4 separate regions of the Gossypium hirsutum genome follow, and all the other regions are linked to region 3. The links are chromatin contacts, called in public Hi-C maps. All regions are on one chromosome and are shown on one strand. Each heading gives the region's core, a stretch centred on a gene start, on an enhancer-like site or on the middle of the called end of the contact. The rest is flanking DNA. Distances are from core to core; before and after follow the strand shown.

What was found. Hi-C and Micro-C count contacts between places; a contact is called where the count stands out from the background.
Region 1: a contact with region 3 is called in a Hi-C map of leaf, with 2.1 times the contacts expected there. The contact joins the promoter of LOC107955149 here to the promoter of LOC107955153 in region 3. A contact is called at or near these places in 3 of 34 Hi-C or Micro-C datasets (hypocotyl and leaf).
Region 2: a Hi-C map of leaf shows a contact between it and region 3, with 1.7 times the contacts expected there. The contact joins the promoter of LOC107955163 here to the promoter of LOC107955153 in region 3. A contact is called at or near these places in 2 of 34 Hi-C or Micro-C datasets (both in leaf).
Region 4: a contact with region 3 is called in a Hi-C map of petal, with 2.3 times the contacts expected there. The contact joins the enhancer-like site here to the promoter of LOC107955153 in region 3. A contact is called at or near these places in 2 of 34 Hi-C or Micro-C datasets (leaf and petal).

What each region holds. Positions count from the first base shown.
Region 1 is chrD04:12,540,669-12,543,662 of Gossypium_hirsutum_v2.1, forward strand. LOC107955149 (7-deoxyloganetic acid glucosyltransferase) reads right to left here and starts at 1,417. Exons shown (of 2, transcript XM_016890874.2): 1 at 745-1,417. The coding sequence starts at 1,393.
Region 2 is chrD04:12,966,797-12,970,014 of Gossypium_hirsutum_v2.1, forward strand. It overlaps LOC107955163 (glycosylinositol phosphorylceramide mannosyl transferase 1), which reads left to right and starts at 1,799. Exons shown (of 5, transcript XM_016890891.2): 1 at 1,799-2,394; 2 at 2,961-3,218. The coding sequence starts at 2,195.
Region 3 is chrD04:12,715,354-12,718,814 of Gossypium_hirsutum_v2.1, forward strand. It overlaps LOC107955153 (probable sugar phosphate/phosphate translocator At3g11320), which reads left to right and starts at 2,174. Exons shown (of 5, transcript XM_016890882.2): 1 at 2,174-2,836; 2 at 2,935-3,230. The coding sequence starts at 2,970. LOC107955154 (60S ribosomal protein L35a-1) reads left to right here and starts at 100. Exons shown (of 5, transcript XM_016890883.2): 1 at 100-341; 2 at 475-510; 3 at 985-1,213; 4 at 1,298-1,340; 5 at 1,867-2,015. The coding sequence starts at 310. The coding sequence ends at 1,339.
Region 4 is chrD04:12,501,830-12,505,217 of Gossypium_hirsutum_v2.1, forward strand. No RefSeq gene overlaps it. Among protein-coding and RNA genes, the nearest start is that of LOC121216344, 9.4 kb to the left of the region's middle. Within about 2 kb of position 1,507, at least 4 of the 9 cell types and tissues checked have an H3K27ac peak or open chromatin away from gene starts, as enhancers often do.

The sequences.
Region 1 (2,994 bases), core at 167-2,666, 180 kb before region 3:
AACACATGTAGCTTTGTCAGAGGCCTTATTTGATATCAAAAATCACATGTGTATGTGTGGAAATACAGATTTACAACATAGATATGTACTTAAAAATAAAATATTAAAATTTAAATAGCTAAATATATTATCATATGTGTAATTTCATGACAATTTATTATTTTTACATATTACTCATTAAAAGTCTAATTAATAGATTAATGACTGTTATTTGTATTAAGATTGAAATTTTAAAATTCGAAAATGTATAAAAATTTAGAATGATCCAAATGAAGAAAATAAACTAAATCGGCAACTTTATGAATAGTACAAGACAAGTAATTGAATTTAACCAAATAGATTTAACTACTACTGTTTAAGTAAGAACTAAAATTTTATATTAAAAAAAATTAAAATTGACTAATTTAAAAAATACAAAGACTATATCTATAACTTTTAGAAAGTACAAGATTAATAGCAAAATTAAATTATATATAAAACACGGTGAGGTGGATCCACACCGACTAGAAATTTTATTAAAAAAATCGACCCCTATAAATTTGAGACAAATCAAAACAGGGATATTTTCGCATCCTACTGTTAACCCAAACTCTAATTATTAGTGTAGAATTTTCATTTATCTTCGCTTACAGAAGACACTGGATTCGAACTTCAAGTTTAAGAAATAGCGTCTTATGATTGATGGATGAGTTAAGTTATTAAACTCAAACAAATTCATGGAAAAGAATAAGAAAGGAATAATACCTTTGATAGGAAGCTCCCCGGCATGGATCATATCAGGGATTGCAAAATAAGCCCAGAGACTGCAAGCACTAATGGTACGAAACTGAATGATGGGAATTCCAAGGTCATCAGCAATATCAAGTGCGATCCCTAAGACCCCATCTCCTATAATACAATCCACTTTCGGCTTACTATTAACCAGCATATCCTTGAAAAGTGGTTTGGTTATCAATTCCAAACCATCAAAGAGCTTCCTCACAAAATCACCGCCTACTCTGGGATGATCGTTAGGGACACCATCTAATATGGTCTTGAATTGGAATCCCGCATATTTGGCGAAGCGGGAAAGAATATCGGTGTGACGAAGAAGTTGTTGATGGATGAAGTGGGAGTTTAGGAAGGTGACCTTGAGGCCTGCATGTGCTAATAGCTCAGCTAGCTTCAGCATGGAGTTGACATGGCCTTGTGCCGGGAGAGGGAAGATTAGTACATGAGATGATGATGTGTGTGGCTGTTGTTGTTGTTCTTGCGCCATTTTCTTTTGCAAGATTTGATTTTTTACAACTTGGATTTTGCTTCTACTTGCTTTATGATTGAAATACGGCAATAGAATAGGACCATTTGGTTCGCTATACCGAGTGAGAGAGCCAATAGAAGTACGGTGGCACATGGTGAATGGGAGATATGTGACCGACAGGATAGTTGATAGTTACTAGAAGGATAACGTAGTGAAAAAAAAAAGATATTTCTTTTAAATTTTTTAAAATATAAAAATTGTAAAACTTAATAAAAAATCATAGAAATATAAAAATCATAACAAAATATAGAAAATAAGATAAAAATTACAAAAAAAGATAATAAAAATTATTTATGACTTAAAAAGGGTAAAAAAAATAGCCCACTTGGATGAAATTGAACAATTTCTCTCTGCTCATTATCTACTATTTGAGCTTCAATTAATTTTATTTTATTTTGATAATATACAATTAAATTATTACTATTTACCTACCCATAGTAACAACATACCCACATCACACATTTATCTTCTTCATTAACCACTTCAACATTAAAAAAAATTAGACAAATTACAAAACATGCTATAATTTTAGAAAATATTTTTCCCTAAAAACATGGTACAATAAGAGCTTTTCGAAAACTGTTAGAGAATGCTTAGACAAATTTGAAGGAGAGAAAGCTTTCCACGTGATTATATTTACGAGCTTTGTTTCATAGTGTTAGCACTACAATTTGGGGTCAACGTTCGATCGAATCGAGTAAAAACATTTTGAGTTAATTGAGTTTACGAGTCTTACTTTATCATCCTCACTCAATTTGAAATTTTTTCAAATCTAGTCAAGTGAAATAAAATTTGAATCGAAATTTTCGAGTTAAATTAAAGAAAATAAAATATGTTAAATAAAAATATTGTTATATTATAATTAATTTTATGTTAGAGCACATAAATTTGAAACCATATATATTTAAAAAAATTCAAAATAAAATAATAAAAAAATAAGATACTTGAGTATGATAATTTTAAATCATTAATTAGGTCCATAAAATTATTATTTTAGAAAAATTTTATATATTTTTTAGAATTTTTTAAAATCATTATATTTTTTTAAAATATAAATTTTCAAATTTTTATAAATATTTTGAAATTTAAAAATTATTTTGAATTATTTTGTAATTTTTGTTGAGAGAGAGACCAATTTGCTTATTTTTAAAATTGACAAGGACCAAAAGGGGTATTTACACCAATCTGTTATTCAAATGATTCGAGTTATTCGAATTGTGAAATTCAAGTCGACTCGAACTCGACTCGAGTTATTCGATTTGACTCGAATAATTCGAATAACTCGATTCGATTAACTCAAAATTTGAAAAAATCGATTTTTTTTAATCAAATCGAGTTTTGCTTATCCCTAACTATGACAGGGCACCATGCAAGTAGATTTGGGAGAAATTTGAGAGTTTTTAATCATTTTGTTTGATTCGATTAAGTTTTGTTGAATTCAATTTATTTTTTGTTCGTAAAATTAAAAAAATATATTTTTTTCATAATTTTCTATATTTTTTGTAATTTTTTTTATCATTTTTATAATTATTTATAATTATTATTATGATTCTCCAGAAATTTTTATAATTTTCTATAGTATCTTTTTAATTTTCTATAATTATTTGTTATTTTTTAGTTATTTTAATATCTCTAATTTTTTTTATAGTTTTTTCGCAGTTTTTCTGATTTTTTATTAATTTTTATATTTATAA
Region 2 (3,218 bases), core at 549-3,048, 250 kb after region 3:
TTTCTAATATGTAATTTCGGTCTCGAGGGCTCGTAGAAGGGACAATATGTTTAATTTTGATTGGTTTCTGACATGTATATTATGTGATGTGAAATATTTGAAATTTCTGTCTATTTGTTCTGTAAACCCCGGTAATGCTCCGTAACCTTGTTCTAACTACTGACTCGGGTTAGGGGTGTTACAATATTATCCATAACAAGGCTACCTTTTTAGGCCTAGACAAGTTGTGTAAAATAACACCGTCACCTATTTAGGCTAGAAAGGTGTGTGTGCTTAGCCCAAAAAGAATGTACATTCTTTAAGATCAAATCAATATTTCCATCCACTAAATATCAAAATTCAAATGCACATATGCAAAAAATAATAAAGAAAAATGCAAACAAAGCTAAAAACACTATTATCAAATCAACAAAACAATCTTATTAATAGCGAAGTAGTTTACAAATAATATTTGTCTAATAACCACATGCACACACAAAAGGGAGGCTTAATCATCTTCAGATGAAACAAATTCCAGAATAGATAACTATAATCTTCCCCTCAACAATGGCTCATATATCTGAATGCCATTTTTTTAAGGATTAAAAATATCAAGAGAACAATATATATTTCACACCATACTAAAGCTAACCCTATGCAAAATAAACCTTTGAACCAATTGAATGTTGCTTACAATAGTCTCCCAAATATCATGAAAATTGTTAATAAAAGCTTTTTGAGCCTTCACATATGCCTTATCAATGACCACTTGCTCACATTACAAGGCATTATAATCGGGGAAATAATGACGACACTTCATAACCCCCAATAGGCCTTGCCAACGAATCAACTCAAGCCATGCTACCTTTATAACTTATTTTTGCCTAGGTGGCAATTGTTATACCCTCGTCATCTAACGCCCTCGTCGGATCATTCAATGATCATAAAAACTCGACGAAGCATGGCCTTATGCAAGGGGAGGCTTAACCTCATGGCCTTGCCAAAACGATAATACCCTTACTTGAACATTCTATTACACGTAGGCCCACATGATCCCTAGAAGAGTTCTTGATGACATATATCAACCCATCATATGTTAGCTTGATAAGTGTTTTGTCCATTTCTTTCAGTCGACTCCAATAATATCTTAAGTTGACATCCACCATTCTATCGCAACACCCATACAGTAAGAAACTCAATGATTGAAACCCACACCTAACCACTTTCCTCTTATAAATACTTTACATGAGGGTAAGAAAGGTAAGCTTCTAAATAGTCTATAACTCCAACCTTTCTCAAATCATTAAACTTAGTGGCTCTCACCACTACTCATGGTGTGAACCATCCCTATTGTAGCAACAAACACTTTCTATAACTTTAGTTATAACAACTAACAAAACTTTTAAGAAAACATTAACAATTCCTTGTATTTGTTTATCTCCCAAATCCTGATGCAAAATATTGGCATCTTCTTTACTCTTTGGATAAGAATAAGCAAATGAACAAGAAAAAGAATAAAGTTATTTTCTTTTAAAATTATTTTTATATTTATTGATTTGTGGTCTAACGTAGAAGTGGTCATAAGCGTGTTGCTGTTTGAAGAATTTTTAAAAATATTTTACTAGAACAAATCAAATAAATTTGAATAAAAGTTATAATATTTTCGGAGCCGGTCCTAATTATAAAATATCTTGTCGGCTAAGGGTCAACCTCAGTAACTGTAATGAACCATCAGATTTTAATCAAACGGTTCTCAATACTTCCTTTCACATCAACGTATCTTTTCTTCTATCCTGATCTGTGAAATCTTAAAAGGGAACGAACGCCGAACGTACATTGCAATGCGCAATAAAAAACCAAGAGCACATCAACATCTCAGTTTCAGCCAATAATATCCATCCGCGCGTTACCCTAGCATCCATCTTATGGGACTCTACCTCCTTAACCTCATACACATAACCACACCCTATAACTCTCCCCACCCTTTTCCCTTCACCGGTTCCTCCTCACCGGCGACAAATCTACTTCCCTCTCACCGCACCGGAGCCGAATCATATAAATAGCAATTCAACAAGCGGCGGATGGAACTTTCAGTTTCGTGAATCGGGCTCCATTCAACGTCATATCCCTCGAGTTCAGACTTCAGACCGACTCAGTCTTCTTATAAGGCAAAAGGGGAAGGGAAGAGATTGAGGAATTAGAGTGATAGAAGACGATGAGGGGCGGTTTACCTATTAGCCGTCGATCGGTTTTCAAGTTGCGTCAAGTTGGGATCGGGACGCTTGGATCGGCAAAGATCAAGATCCTTCTCTGCGGTTGCGTCGTGTTAAGTCTACTAGCAATCGCGAACCGAAACCGCGACAGTTCTTCGTTTATGGGATGGACCGGTGACTTTGACCGCTCTTCTTCTCCAAGGTGCATCTCCCTAGTACTATATATTAACTTTTTTTAATCTTATATTTTCGTTTGAATTTTCTTTCAGATTTTTGTTGAGTAGTTTCCAAGTTTAGATATATATAAAAAAAAGGAACCATGACTAAAAGAGGTTCGTTTGTTTTTGGAAACTTTGCGTAAATATATCATCTAAATCAGGATTTTTATTGGAAACTCTATCAAATTGTTATCAAGTTCTTTTATTTATGGTAATTTAATTTATTTTTAAACCATAACAACAGTTAGGATCTGAAACTAAACCCGTTTTAGCTTAAAATATTAAGAAGTGATTGATAATTCTAACTTCAAATTTAAAGGTACTTTTTGGTGTTTATTCTGTTTAGATGTTTAAAGAAGGGTTTTATTTATTTATTTTCGGAAGGATCTTGAACTCGAACAAAATCACTCTGAGCTTAAATTGTTACAAAAAATTTCAACAAATGATTGATATACAGTAGAAACTTAAATCTATTGAAGGCATTTACCGAAAAATTTTCCAGATTTGATAATAAAGTGATGATGTTCATTACTGGGTTGTGTAAGTACAGGGGAAGATACTCGATTATAATCAATACTTGGAAAAGATATGATCTCTTGAAGAAGTCGATTTCCCACTACACGTCATGTCCGAGGCTCGATTCTATACATATTGTATGGAGTGAGCCGGATCCTCCATCTGATTCGCTTAAAAGATATCTCAACCATGTTGTGCGGTCAAACTCTAGAAAGGATCAGCAAGTTGAGTTGGTCTTTGATATCAATAAAGAAGATAGCTTGAACAACAGATTTAAAGAAATTAAGGATTT
Region 3 (3,461 bases), core at 924-3,423:
TTTAAATACACGTGAAGTGCCATAGTTATTGATTTTATAATGTAACCAAAATCTATTCCACGATAAATAGTTAGGAATCTAAACATGTAAAAACGAGGGCTTGGCCCATGAACAGATACCTTCGATTTTGAGTCCTTTGAGTTTTTTTTTTAAAAGAACACTGGCCCAACTTCATTTCATAATTTCCTTCATATCTAAAAACTTACAGCCGCTCTATATAAATTTCCCCCAAATCGGAAATCTTATTAGGGTTTTAGAGCTTTTTCAGGATTCGAAAGGAATAAGCTTCAGCGTCCGAATCGGGAGGAAATGGTGAAGGGACGCCAAGGAGAGCGTGTCAGGTAACCTTTGATCTCTTCACTTGTTCTTCGTTCTGAACCTACCTCCTTTTTTCTATCAATTTTCCCAGTTTGACGTACGGAATATAGCTTTTGGATTTTACTCACTCACTTTTTTTTTCTTTTTTTTTTGCAGACTCTATGTAAGAGGAACCATCTTGGGTTACAAGAGGTAGTAAGACTTTCCAAAAATTTTTTACTGTTTTATTGTTGTTGGTTTTAAGCTGGGATTTTAGTTTTAGGAATTAGAGGAAACCCGTTTTCCGGAAATTGAATATTTAGTTAAATGTAGGATTAAATTTAGCTGATTTAATTTTTTTAATGGAAAAAGAAAGTTGAAGTTTTAACTGTATTGTTTGTTTGTTATGAAATTGAGTGAAGGAAACAAAAATTTAGTTACTTTTTGTTTTTTTGCTGAAGTAGGTTTTTTATTGACTATAGGTGCTGGGTAGTGCTTCATTTTCAAACTAAAATCAGTGTTTGGGTGATAAAGGGTGATTGAATTTCTAGGTTTTAGAATGAGGGTTTGGAGTTGTGTTTTTTTAGATGTTCTGAGTTGAAGAACTAGAAATTGATTTTGGGGGCTGTTATATTTTATGTTTGGGATTGAAGCTTATTATTTGTTTGATGGTGGTGGTGTGGTTAGGTCAAAGTCGAACCAGTACCCAAATACTTCTTTGATCCAGATTGAGGGAGTTAACACCAAGGAGGAAGTAGCTTGGTATGCAGGAAAGCGCATGGCTTATATATACAAAGCTAAGGTGAAGAAGAATGGCTCACACTATCGCTGCATTTGGGGAAAGGTCACTAGACCTCATGGTAACAGTGGTGTTGTCCGTGCTAAGTTCAAGTCTAACCTTCCCCCAAAATCTATGGTGAGCGTGTTACATTGTCATTATCTAATGGGTTTCTCAACATTGTGTTTTAGATCTTACTTTATCTTTTTGTTTCCATTGCAGGGAGATCGAGTCAGAGTCTTCATGTACCCTAGCAATATCTAAGGTAATCTTGGCTTCATAGTTTATGTTCTATCTTATTTGTTTTGTGGTTTTACGAGTTTGCCACTGTCTTTGGTTGAACCGGGATTTGTTTGTTTGTATATGAGGAATCTTCTTCAGTTTAATGATTGCAACTTTCTGTTTGAAGCTTAGCTGCTTGACGGACAAGCTAATTTTTGTACATTAATTGCCTTCTGTATTCATTGTTATGTCCTTTTTGTGTGTCTATTACAATTTTTGCTGTGAATTTGTGTTGAAGTTTAGCCATGTGAACAACTGCAACTTTTATAATGACTACATCTGTAATTATTCAAACCTTTGATCATTGCTATGGTTGACACAATCTGTCATCTTTTAGCCTAATTCTTATCTAGATCCTTGCACCTGGCCTTAAAACATTTGTTCAAATTGTTTATATAGTGATATTAATCTCGTTTTAAAGTGATATAAATCGTCCTTGTGACATACTATTGTAGCTACTAATGCTTGTTTACTATCTCCTAATTTTGCATTTTCTTCCTTGTTTGCAGCTGTCTCGATGCCGAACGGCTTGTGATTGACTACTTGAGTGACTCTGCCTTTTCACTTTGTTTTGATAAACTTATTCAACATGTTTTGTGTTTATTTTTGGTTTGTTTAGGATGGTGTATGAAATAAGACAATCAGCATTTTGTTTACACATATTTTCTTCTCTCAAGGATTTTTACTTAAATTTGAAGATTTTGGATAATCATTCATTTTTTGGGAATCTATTGTCATCTTTGGTCTTCTGCTAGGTTTTTAGCTAGGGGCTAATCGAGCTTGACTCAGATGGGAATCTTTATAAAACTACTTTGATTTTCTTTATTTATTAAAATGATCATTTTTTGCTTAACTTTTCACTCTTAATTAAAAGAACGAAATAATTCATTTCTCTTTAATTTTGTATCTAAAATTGAGCTAACATATTTCTAATAAACCCAAACGAATAAACTAATGAGTCTCAATTAATTAATTAGTAAACCCACCTTGTCCTCTTCCATAAGGTCCTAGATAAATAACATTAGGAAAAATTCAAAAAGAAAAACAGAAACACACAAGCTTTTAAATCCCATTTCTTCCTCTCTCTTTATTCCTTCTCTTCAGAAAAATCTGTAGAGAGACAGCCACGTTCTTTCCATTTGGTGTTCCTCAAAACACGAAAAGCTTTCTTTAAAAAAAAAAGAAAAAAAATTCTCTTTTAAGGTCACGTTTCTAGATTTTCTTCCATTTTGGAAATGGGAATCCTTGATTTTCTAAAGAGAAACTTCAATTAAATCCATAGAAGCTAATTCAATCCCATCATTCCAAAAAAAAAAAATCCCACTGTTTCCAAGAAAAAGACCCATTGTTTCCCAGATTTCAAGTTAATACCGTTTTCTTTCTCCTTTTTTTAATCCCAGATACCCAGATCTTCAAAACACCAAAGAAGACCATGAAAACCAACTCCAAATTGTTCACAATCGGGCTAGTAACAGCCTGGTACTCCTCCAACATTGGTGTATTGTTGTTAAACAAATATTTACTAAGCAATTATGGTTTCAAATACCCCATCTTCTTAACCATGTGTCACATGACAGCTTGTTCATTGTTAAGCTACATCGCAATTGCATGGATGAAGATGGTCCCCATGCAGACCATTCGATCTAGGGTCCAATTCTTCAAGATTTCGGCGTTGAGTTTGGTATTTTGTGTGTCGGTGGTGTTTGGGAATATTTCTTTGAGGTTCCTTCCGGTTAGCTTTAATCAGGCTGTTGGTGCTACGACGCCATTTTTTACGGCGGTATTTGCTTACTTGATGACATTGAAGAGGGAGGCATGGCTTACTTATCTTACCCTTGTTCCTGTTGTTGCTGGGGTTATCATTGCCAGTGGGGTATGTATTTTGCTTGTTTTTCTTGGAATATGAAATTGTTTACCCTTTTTTTTTCTTTTACTGGAAATGGGTTTGGCTTTACTTTGTTGGTTTTTTATAATACAAGTGATGATAGAGTAGTTAATAAAAATGGTAGCTTATTTTAGGGATCTGTTGAGAATCTTTTTGGAATGTGGAAACTGGTTTCTTTTATTTTTGTTCAAATTAGTGTTGATTTGCTCCTTTTTTTTA
Region 4 (3,388 bases), core at 257-2,756, 210 kb before region 3:
AATACAACATAAAAAAATAAAATGTAATATAAATAATAAAATTAATATAACACGAATAAATTAATTTCAATAAAGTACTAATACTTTATTAATTTTCTTTCCACCGTACAAAACACAATTCTTTTTTTGGTATTAAAAATAGGAATGAAATCAATTACAAACTAATAGAAGTGCTAATTGAGTTGGAACATATAGATTGAATATCTAGATGAATCTGACCAGCAACTTTAGTCGGGGCTACGTGAAAAACTTGTGGACCAATCAGAAATTCCTTCACTATACCCACGAGGATGTGAAAGGCGAAATTCGCTTCTCTTAGAATATACTTGATGACCACCTGCCAATCACGCTTGGATAATTCTTGAATTCTTGAAATCAAATCTCTATTCGTATATCTTTTGAGGACAACAAGGATATCATTAACAGCTATAGCATAATCAGTCTCGATTATCACCTCTTTCCACTTGAGGTCCTATGCAAATTGTAGCCCGTCATAAATGGCCCAAAGCTTACCTTGTTCGACGCTACACCTTCCAATGTTTTTCTCAATCCCCCATAGCCACTCACCATGCACATTCATTCCAACTACTACCGAAGAAGCGAGACCTGAAGACGGATTGCATGCTTCATCAACATTTAATTTGTAAGAACCAGTGGGTGGTGGGATCCATCTATAATCTTTGAAGCGGTTACTAGAAGAACCCCTAGCCTTTTCTGTTCTTATCTTGAGCATCTTGCCTAACACCATGAAGATTGGATGACATTGACTGAATTCAACGGAAGATTCTGAAATATCTGAAGATTTTTTTGTTTCCACATATTCCAACAAACAATATCGAAAAAAGATGGCCATGCAACATCTTGAAATCCTAAGTCAAACACATTCCTCAAATTAGCCAAAATCCAATCATGCAACGAATAAGAGAAAAATTCAGTTATAGTACTCGACGAGAGGATCTGTTTCCAAACCTCGTTCACTTGATGGCAATCTTTTAAAACGTGAATACAAGATTCTTCAACATGTGCACAAATCACATAGGAAGGATCCTTAGAAGCACTTCTTTTGTAACGTTTTACATTAGACATCAGACGTTCCTTCAAGACCACCCAAATGAATTGATGAATCTACTGAGGACCGTCGAGACTCCAGATCAACTTCCATTTGACATCTCTAAGATTAAGAGAGTTCTTTAAAAGCATGTTGTCAGCAGACTTGACAGTAAAATAACCATTTAGAGACCACGTAGATATGAGCGTATCCTATCCAACCAAGAGGTTCGGTGTCGGGATTCCTACAATATAAGAGATAATAGTGCTATCTAGAAAATATCTCAAATAACCCCAATTCCAGTCACCATCTGTAGAAACAATCTCTTTTAAAATGATCAAATTGTCAATAAGAGATGGGTATTGACAGAAATTAAAAAGATGACCAACATTCGCTAACCAATTGTCCGTCCAAAATTTCACTAGAAAACCATCACCAATAGACCAGAGAAGGTCTTGGCGAAGCAGAGGCCAAGCCCTTATTAACAATCTCCAAATGAAAGAGCAATTACTTCGAGAAATATCTTCCGGAATAGTCTCAGAAATCTTATATTTGGATCAAAGAACTCTAACCCATAAAGCATGCTTGTTCGTAAGAAGATTGGAACCCAACTTGAGAATGAAAGAATCATTCCGATCTTTTAGGCAACGAAGTCCAAGAGCTCCATTTCATAGAAGTTGACAACAATCTTCCCATTTCACCAAATACGCCTTTTTATTGGAAATTGTACTCCCCCAAATAAAAGCCCTTGCAATTTTTTCAGTTTTGGAACATATTCCAAGTGGGATCTTCACAGTTTGCATGAAGTAGTTTGGTATCAATAACAACACAAATCGAGCTAGAGTAACCTTTCCTGCCATAAAAAGCAATTTAGCACTCCAATTATTTAGTTTACGTTTAAAATCCACAACAAAGTTGAAAGTATTCTTCGTGACTCTTTTGTGGAACAGAGGTAATCCCAAGTAAGTCCCCAAATCATTCGAGAGGTGAAAGCCAAGGATATTACAAATATTCACAGCATTATCAGCATCAATATTTTTAGAAAAATAAACAGTAGTTTTTTGTTCATTAACTCTATGCCTCGAGGCCTTTCCAAACATAGTAAGAGCATCCTTGATTCTATGTGCCTGATCAACTCTGCTTCGGCAAAAAATAATTAATCGTCCACAAAAAAATAGATGAGAAATGGGCAACCCTTCCTTACCTAAGACGATTGGTTTCTAGGATCTTTCAGCAACTTCTCTATGAATTAATTGTCCAAGCCTCTCCATGCAAAGTACAAAAATGTACGAAGATAAAGGGCATCCTTGCCTAATGCCCCTCTTAGGAATAAAACCAGTAGAGAGCCTACCATTCCACATTAATTGCATTAAAACCGACAAAATACAATCCATAATGACATTAATCAAAGACAAAGGAAAGCCGACATCAACCAAGGTGTCTTCAATAAAATCCCAACAAATTTTATCATAAGCTTTCTCTAAATCCACTTTTATGGCCATCTACGATTTCTTCCCTTTCTTAGTACACATGGAATGCATAATCTCTTGGGTGATAATAATGTTGTCAAACACTCATCTTTTTATTCTTTTTAAGCTTTTCCTTCAACTATGAATTTTTAAACCTTTAACTGAGTAAATTACCTTTTAAACCTTGGACAACTGTCATATTTTGAAGGTAGCACATCTACAGTGTTATAGATGTATCCTCTTTTTATCTATTAATAGTATCATCACCACCGCCCTTCGCGTTAGATTAATTGATTTTTGACCAAATGACAGAGTAAAATTTTAAAGGTCAAAATATGCTCCAAGTCTATACTATTTGTATATTTTCAATTTAATCACAATACTTTTATTTTTAGGAAATTAATCTATTTACTTTTCAATTTTAAAAATTCCAATCTAGTTGCTAAACCGTTAAAATTCATTTCTTAGATTCATTGATGTGCGATATTAAAATTATGAAAGAATATCCAGTTGGTAGCTATGTAGCAAAAAATGACATTTAATAGACATGAATTTAAATAGAGAATTTTAATAGTATTACCAATTCTTAAAAATTCACATCAATATTTGAACTAGAATAAAGTATTTAGACTAACTAATGACAAGAAAATGGTTGAGGTACCAAAATATGTCAAAAATTAAAGTATAAATATTAAATTTTAAAATTGAGCATATCATAGGCACCAAATTTGAAATTTGACCAATGTTATATGTAATCTCAAAAAAGAAGTAAAAGGTCGTGTATTTGGACACGTGTACATCAACATTTTAATCAAAACGAAGCATTTAGGATGACTATGACATTATAAAAGTTGAGGTACCAAAACATGTC